2 separate regions of the Sus scrofa genome follow, and region 1 is linked to region 2. A link is a contact called in public Hi-C data. All regions are on one chromosome and are shown on one strand. Each heading gives the region's core, a stretch centred on a gene start, on an enhancer-like site or on the middle of the called end of the contact. The rest is flanking DNA. Distances are from core to core; before and after follow the strand shown.

The links. A called contact is a pair of places that touch in the nucleus more often than the background predicts.
Region 1: a Hi-C map of omental adipose tissue shows a contact between it and region 2, with 1.6 times the contacts expected there. The contact joins two enhancer-like sites. A contact is called at or near these places in 16 of 47 Hi-C or Micro-C datasets (alveolar macrophages, embryonic fibroblasts, fetal heart ventricle and 10 more) and 2 of 2 datasets of contacts at active chromatin or transcription factors (alveolar macrophages and skeletal muscle).

The regions. Positions count from the first base shown.
Region 1 is chr7:67,600,685-67,604,975 of Sscrofa11.1, reverse strand. All of the region lies in intron 1 of ARHGAP5 (rho GTPase-activating protein 5), which reads left to right. Among named protein-coding and RNA genes, the nearest start is that of ARHGAP5, 29 kb to the left of the region's middle. Within about 2 kb of position 1,390, at least 2 of the 83 cell types and tissues checked have an H3K27ac peak or open chromatin away from gene starts, as enhancers often do. A contact at or near this core is called in omental adipose tissue, where this site is marked.
Region 2 is chr7:67,254,274-67,258,936 of Sscrofa11.1, reverse strand. All of the region lies in intron 4 of AKAP6 (A-kinase anchor protein 6), which reads left to right. Among named protein-coding and RNA genes, the nearest start is that of AKAP6, 210 kb to the left of the region's middle. Within about 2 kb of position 1,871, at least 22 of the 83 cell types and tissues checked have an H3K27ac peak or open chromatin away from gene starts, as enhancers often do. A contact at or near this core is called in omental adipose tissue, where this site is marked.

The DNA.
Region 1 (4,291 bases), core at 141-2,640, 350 kb before region 2:
GGCACCAACCTAAAATCTGCAAAAAAACAAAACCATGTGACTACAAACTTGACAGTAGAAGAGAAAAATGAGTTGACTCACAATACCCCTAACAATCAGAATCTAAGTCTGAAAAATACCATAATCATAAAAGTAGTTTGAGAAAGTTAGTTGTTAGTTAGATTAAGGAGATACTGTTGTCCATGCAAATGCTACATTCTTGAGAAATTTTTATCTATACTTATATCTAACTATATGTCTGTCTATGCTTGTCATGTTTAGAAGGAGACAGTATAAATGATAAAGCTATTATAGAATAATAGAAATGAAAAGACTTATTTGCTCTTCACTAAAAGATATAATCTATGGGCCTAGTTCTCAGTTAAGATCCAATCCTGAGACATAGCTCACTGCAGGCAGGAACCATGCCTTTCATGTTTACATTCCCTTTTTAGCACTTTTTGAAATATAGTGGGTACAAATTGATAGCTGTTGAATGAGAGGAAATATCAAAAATAATATTCCAAAGAGGTGGTCTACCTAAATTTCAAAACTCTTATTGACTGTATTCTCTCTGCCAGACAGTGTAATTTTAAGGAATGTTGTAAATGAGGAAATATGATTGGTATGTGCAGCATTACAAAATATCATGTTTTTTAAAAGTCCAATAAAGTTTGTGGATATATGAGAAAGTATAAACAGATGAATATGTAAGAAAGTATGTATGATAAATATATTTTTTAGAAAGCTACCCAGAGATAGCCCTGTTAATATTTTTATATATTTCCTTCCAGACTATTTAAGTATTCATATACTTTTTATATTTGAACAAATTTGGAATCATATTGAATTTACAAGAAATATCAAACTCCAAGTATATTTCATATATAAAATAATCCAGAGTAAACTAGAAATATTTACCTTATCATCAGCTTACACTTAATATATATCACTTTCAAGTAAAAAGATTTCTCAAAAAAATTAAACTAAACAAATACTAAATGAAATTTGGACCAATGTAATAGGGCAGGGAGGCAGTTAGTAGGAACAGGAGGGTCTAAGGAGAGTTCCAAGTGTCAGCATTCCTAAAGTGTGTCCACTCTGTATGAGGACTTAATTTTCAAATGAGAACCTTTCATTTTAGCAGCTTGCAGAGTATTTATTCTCAGTGTCTTAGTAGAACCTGCTGTGCAAGCATTCCCTCTAAGCTGCAGATGTACATAGCAGCATCTTATTTCTGAAAACACCTTGGCAAACACCTATTACTGTGATGGCTTAGTTAACAATATAAATACTTATCTGAATGGTAGACTATTGGTAGCCAATTACAGCAATTTAAGTGATGAGGTGATGGGGACGGTGAAGAGTTTTACCCTCAGGTAACTTCAAAGAATTGTCAGCAGCCTGTTCCAACACAAGGCGAACTTACAGAACACTGTCAAAGCCAGAGCTCTTTTATTAGAGTTAGGATGACACCTGGGATGCTTACCACAGTCACACAAACCCACAGGCCACACTGCAGATGTACAAATAGTAAATCAGAGGTGAATCCAAACTGAACCAGACCCTTCTCTTTCTAATCCCTAAATCACTGTGGCACATGATTTCTTTGAGGCCAAGAAGTCGCCTTGCACGGCAAAATCCAAAAAGGCATGGCAGTATTTCGAGGTATCAAATGAAAAGATCACTTTGAAGTGCTCTAAAATTGTATTCCCTTAGCTTAAAAGAGTTTAACTCACTTTCAAAAACACTTACTAACTTAAAATGAATTAGGCACCAAGGAGAAGAAGGTTAGCTATAGTAACTCATTTTTGATTGAAATGCCTCAAAAGTCCTGCTCCAGGCTCCTGTTATTGAGAGAGAGATCCCAGTTGTCATGGATCAAGGAGCACATTGCTCACTGTTTAATAGTCCTTCATCCAGATCTTCTGATAGAATAAATGAATATTTTCTACAACAAAATCAAACATGATAGCTGACATGAAACCATCTTGTCTGAACAAGAAAGAAAGAGGAAAGAAAGTCTAAACAACTATAATATTAACAAGTAAACTAGCTGTAAGAATATCCTACAAGAGAAAGCATTTTACTCAATGATGTTGTATCTTTTACAACATTTTGCTAGGAAGTGATTCTTGGAAAGTGTTGGGAAATATTAAACTAAGTCACAGGGATTTTTTGGGGAAAATTCAACCTGAGAATTTTAGATCCAGTGAGGCTAACTCAATTATAAGGCTAACAACCTAGTTTTAAAATAGGCATAAGATTTTAATAGCTATACCAATGGGTAATAACCACATAAAAAGATGCTCAAGGGAGTTCCTGTTGTTGCACAGTGGAAATGAATCCAACTAGGGTCCCAAGAGGATGTGGATTCAATCCCTGGCCTCACTCAGTGGATCAGGGATCCGGTGTTGACGTGAGCTGTGGTGTAGGTCACAAACATGGCTTGGATCCCACACTGCTATGGCTGAGGTGTAGGCCAGCAGCTGCAGCTCTGATTCAGCCCCTACCCCGGGAACTTCCATATGCCATAAGTGCAGCCCTAAAAAGCAAAGAAAAAAAAGATGTCCAACATCATCATTTGTCATTAGGGAAATGTCAATTCAAACTACGTTAAGATACCATTTATCCATTAGAGTGGCTGTAGTAAAAAGACATATGATAACAAGTATTGGCCATGTTGTATAGAAACTAGGACCCTCACACATTGCTGCTGGAAATGTAAAATGGTGCAACCACTTTGAAAAATATTCAGCATTTTCTTATAATACTAAACATAAATTTACTATATAACCCATCAATTTTACCCATAGGTATCTACCGAAGAGAAATGGAAACATACAGCCATGCACATTTGTATGTTCATAATACCATTATCCATAATAACCAAAAAAATGCCAACAATCTAAATACCAACTAACTGATGAATAGATCAAAAATGTGATATATCCATACAAAAGAATATTGTTCAGCAATGAAAAGGAATTACTGATGCCTGAACTCAAAAGTATTATAAGTCAAAGAAGCCAGATGTACGAGGCCGTATATTATGTGATTCCATTTATATGAAATGTCAAGAATATGCAAATCCTTAGAAAGAACATCAATGGATGTCTGGGACTCAAGGTGCAAACAGGACTGACTGTAAATGGGCACAAGGGATGAAAGACATGGGTGAGACCATGAGCAGCCTGAATAGATTACTAAATAGGATTGTGGGACTGAGATTGGCTGCTGGATGGTCTAGACTGCACTGCTGGCTGGGAGGTAGGGCAAAGAGTGATGAATAAATTGTGGGAGTATAAAGTACTGTGGGCTTCAAAACTACAAAGCAGCCTTTTGTCAAAGAAGGTACAGAGAAGCTGTCCTTACAATGAGGATGAGGCTGGCTTGTTCTGGGTAATCCGGGGGTCCAAACCTAATGAAATAGATTTTAGAGATGAGTTTTAGAGAAATGCTATTATTTAGTCTCATCAGGATGAAGTTTTTTGGGTTTTTTTGTTTGTTTCTTATTTTTCTTTTTGTGGGGAGGGATGAGGTATGGACTCAGACAAAACCTACAGAGATGCTAAGAGTAACACCTTTGTCCTGGGTGTGATGGTAGGTGTAAGTGGGTGTTAAGTGTGAACCAGGAAGAAGTGAAACCTGGTCTATGGGCTAACCCTGCAAAATAATTTCAAACACAATAATGTTCAAATGGCAAAGGGACCATTTTAAGGAAATGGAAACTTCACAGAGATTCAATGACTTCTGAATGTCACACAATAAACAGAGCCTGAGATAGCAAATTCAAGTCTCCTGACCTCGTTTGGTGGTTTATTTCACCACAGACTAATTTGCACCCAAGCATTCCTTTCCGCTATAGTAAAACCATCTTTACCTTTTCTTTAAACTAGTAATTGATTGCACTGTACTAAGGATATGGTGGAGGAGGAGTTCTATAAGATTAATGCCTGACTTAGAAAAGCAACCGTCAGTTCCTTGGGGTGATAGAAGCCAAAGTTAACCTAAGTGTCAGCAAATAAATCCACATGGGAATCTATCCAAATGGAACATGTTTTATCATAAACCTTGTGGTCCAAAGGAAAATACCAGAGCACATGGAAAGATCAGCTTGACTTTACCAGCATTAGGGAAACTGTATATTGTCTATACCTGAAAGTTTTAAGCAGTCTTAGTATAGAAAAATAGTTCAAAAATAGAATCTGTGCCATGAGACCATCAACGATATAGGCACTACTATTGGCAAATTTACATAATTTAAAATAAGAAGTCATAGGAGTTCTCTGGTTGCCTACAAGTTAAGGAC
Region 2 (4,663 bases), core at 622-3,121:
TCTTTTAATGACATACAGTGCCACAGTATTTAATTGAGCAAACCTTTCAAAAGGAGGAAAAATAGGCATTCCCTCTGTGGCTCAGTGGGTTAATGATCCGGCTTGACTCTGGCGTTGCTGGTTTGATCCCCAGCCCAGTACAGTGAGTTAAGGATCCAGCATTGCTGCTTCTGTGGTATAGGGCGCAGATGCAGCTCAGATTTGGCTCAGGTTCAATCCCTGGCCTGAGAACTTGCAACAGCAGATGAGGACAAAAAAGAAATAAAAATAAGTAGAAATATTATCTTTATAGAAACATAGTTAGAACAAAAAGCAGAGTTCCCTGGTGGCCTAGTGGTTAAGGATCTGGCATTGTCATTCCTGTGGCTTAGGTCATTGCTGCAGCTTGGGTTTGGAACATACCTGGCCCAGAAACTTCTGCCTGCTGCATGTGTGGCCAAAAAATAGAGCAAAAAGCAAAGACCAAAATTCTTTTTACAAAAACCAAACCTCAAAATACAGAGTAAAAAGCTATAATACTATGTAAAAAAATCACCAAATACAATTATTTTCAGAAGTAAACATTCAATGAGTTCTCTGGGGGCTCAGCTGATTAAGAATCCAACATTGTCACTGCTGTGGCTTGGGTTGCTGTTGTGGTTTGATTCCTGGCCCTGAACTTCCACATGTTGCAGGTGCAGCCAAAAAAAAAAAAAAAAAAAAAGGCTAGCTAATAGCAAGCCTTTATCAAATAAATCATGCTCTCAAATTGAAACAAATAATTTTGATAGATATGAAATCTAAATCAACCAAGATAATATTATGGTTTAGTGATGGTTTGTCGAACGGTTGGGTCAAAATAACTATTTCAAAATAGATACCTTGAATTGTCATGTATCTGTGGGTGGCAGGGCTAGTCATCACCAGAGTCAGAAAACGGTATCATGTCCATGGACTTCAAATATAACTCTTAATGGACTTGCTTCTTCTTTAGTGCTAATAATTATATTCATTTTAGTCAAAGAAAGATATTGTCTTACTCAAGAGGAGAGAATAATACATATTAGGATAAATAATTTAATATGAAAAAAAAATCAATGATCTTCAAGCTGTGATATCCAAACTACTTTGGAAACTCCAAAAATTTTAATAGATTATACATTTATACATGGTATGGTTTCAGAGACTGACCCCCTACCCCCCTGTTTTTTTTTATTGCTTTCTGTCTGAAATTCTATCAAGCCCATGAGGTAACTTACTCATATTGGTCAGGGAGCTCTGAGAAACAACTGTATTTGTCATTGGATAAGTAGAAAAATGGAAAAAATAAGAATTTATAAATAAATTTAGCTTTTCCAACAGGTAGAGTCTTTCAGAATATGGCGTTTAAGATGGGAAAGGATTTGCTATAATGAGATGGCTAACAAAAGAGTTTTCCTGGTGAAGCCAGCACTGTGGAATCACTGAGGTAGTCTACAGGATAGGGCCTTATCTGTAGTGGATTAAGGATCCGGTGTTGTCACTGCAGTGTCTTGTGTTGCTGCTGTGGCCCAGGTTTGATCCCTGCTCTGGGAATTTCCACATGCTGCAGGCATAGCCCCCCTAAGAAGAAAAGAAAAAAGAAAAAGAATAGGGCCTTCTCATTTACTGAGTAGGACCTAAGAAAACTCAGTATAGAAGAAATAGATTTTGATCAAGTCCGGGAGGGAGTGGGCCTGAATCTTCCCTCCCAATGCGCATTTTTAGCACCTGATATGGTAAAGTCAGCAGGAGTCCAAACCTTATCTTAGCTGCTTCACATTTTAGCCCTCAAATGGCCCTGGTGTAGACTAGAGGCAGCTCATTAACAAGAAACTTGTCTTGACTGAGAGTTCTCTGAACAGCACCTATGGCGAGAATACCCTTTTCTCTCATTCTCAGCACTAGGTCAGGGCAGGCAAAACCAGAAATCCCAGGCTTCTTATTACTCTGGGATCAAACTTTAGACTTCAACACAGTGCTGAATGAGAGTGAAACCAAACAGAAAGATACTTGTGTGATGACCACACTGGAAATTCTTCCCTGTGTGCTGCAGGGGCTGACATCCTGATAAAGTTCAGGCGCCTGGTGAAGCTGCACAGATGGGGCCTGGTCTCTGGACTACATGCTTCTTGTCTACATCATAAACATGAATTTCTGAACTGTTCCTGTTGACGTTCTCATTTCTGTTCAGAGGCTGTAAACCTTAATTATATAGTGGGACCCAAACTATGACAAAAGAGAAAATTTAAACATTTCCCTTATGTTCACTTGTCTGAAACCTTCCTTTCCCAACTTTGCAAGGCTGATCTGGTCATCATTTTAGGAAATCACAGTAATTTACTTTGTAAGGCAGGGATTCCATCCATTTTGCTGCAGATATTCCCCAGTGATCAAAGTCCCAGCTTGTTCAATCTGCCTACCTTATAGCAAGTTAGTATGAATGAAAAGCCTTGGCAAATATACCTTATTATATAAAAGAAAGTTAACTTGTTCAAGATGGCAATTTTCCTAGTGCCCTAAAGTTGTACGAACAGTTCAAATATCAAATTTACTTTCATTTTCAAAAGGAATCCAAAGCAGAGAAAAATCTACTTAGAAAAGAATTCTTCAGATTAGGATAATAGATCTTCATTCCAATTATGTACATCTTTATATATAGTGTGGTAATTAGCACTTTAGAATTATAATATTGCCCTACTCTTGAGGCTTTTAAATTTCAGGTATATCACTTTCTTTTTTAGTAATATAAGGATAAATACTGACTTCATAAACTTCACAGACAATAATGTTACTTACTTTCTGCAAATGATGGAAGCTGTATAATTGTGTGTTGCTTATGTTATACTTAGCTTTGTATATTCTTGTCTTAGGAGGTTTTTTCTTTTCCTTTTCTTTTTTTTTTTTTTTTTTTTTTTTTGTCTTTTGTCTTTTCAGGGCCACACCCCTGGCATATGGAGGTTCTCAGGCTACGGGTCAAATTGGAGCTACAGCTGCTGGCCTATGCCACAGCCACAGCAACGCCAGATCTGAGCCTCCTCTGTGATCTACACCACAGGTCACAGCAACACTGGATCCTTAACCCACTGAGCAAGGCCAGGGATTGAACCCGCAACCTCATGGTTCCTAGTTGGATTCATTTCCACTGCGCCACGATGGGAACTCCCAAAATTATTATTTAAAAAAGAGAGATTAAGGAGCAGAAAACAAAATGAAGGAATTATTATAAAACAAATAGACTCACAGTTACAGAGGACAAACTAGTGGTTGCCAGAGGGGAGAGTGGTGGAGGGATAGGAAAAGTTGGTGAAGGAGATTAAGAAGTACAAACTATCAGTTATAACATAAATGATCTACAGGGGTATAATGTACAGAATAGGGAATATGGCCAATAGTATTGTAATAACTTGGTGAAGTAATCTATAGAAATATTGAATCACTATGTTATATACCTGAAACTAATATAAGTCAACTATACTTCAATTTTAAAATAAAAAGGAAAATAAGGAGCAGAATAACTTGCTGACAATGAGAGCATGCCAGAAAGATATGCCCACAAAACACAGGAAAATGACACCCAATTTCCAACTGAGCCAAAAGCAATTAAGAAAATGATAGAAGCTATGGAATAAAAACATGAATCAGAATTGGAAGAACTCAGAAGTATGATGATTGAAGAAAAAGAAGATTTTAACAGAGGTAAAAAACTTAGGAAAGAATTAGAAATAAAAGGAAAAAAATTTCAGGAATAAAGATTTTAAGAAAGGAATACAAGGACAAATAATCACAACAGCTAATACCTTAAGGAATCTAAAATATGGAGGAAAGACATTAATAATAGCCCCCAAATGCAAACAGCCCAAGTACTCATTAACTGATGAATAGATAAATAAATTTTCCTTTCTCCATAAAGAAATACTACTTACCAATAGAAATAATGAACTAATTATATATGTATCAACATGAATAAATCTCAAAAACATTATGCTACATATCAGACACAAAAAACTACATGCTATGTGATCCCATTTAAATGATATTCTAGAAAAGGCAAAATATAAGGATGGAAAACAGACCAGTACTTTGGGAGTTTATATATGCGCAAAGAAAGTGTGAAAAAATTTTGGGGGAGATGGAGATGTTCTATATCTTGGAAACACTCCTACTTATACTTGCCAAAGTTTGCCAAAATGATGTGGTTGGCCCTTGAACAATGTGGGTTTGAACTGAGCAGGTTTACTTATTCACAGATATTTTTGTGAATGCTATAGTACTTCACCGATCACGGTTAGTTGAATCCGAGGATGTGGAAGAATTGTGGATATGGAGAGCTGACTATAAGTTTTAACCTCTGTGTTGTTCATAGGTCAACTGCACTTAAAAAAGATTAATTCCATTGTATGTAAACTACCCCTCATTAAAATAAAGAGTTAAAAGGATTTGAGAAAGTATTAGATACAGGTAGATTGCCAAGAAGATTAAACATGTGTAATAGGAATCTCTAAGAAAGAAAATTAAAACAGTGGAATAGAATTAATACTAACATCTCTATTTCATGAAAACTTTCTTGAAATAAATTTTCAAGTGATTTACAATTATGTATTGGAAAGGAATTCTATCCAGAAAATGAAAAACTATTGGACTATAAAAAGGAGGGAAAAAAAAA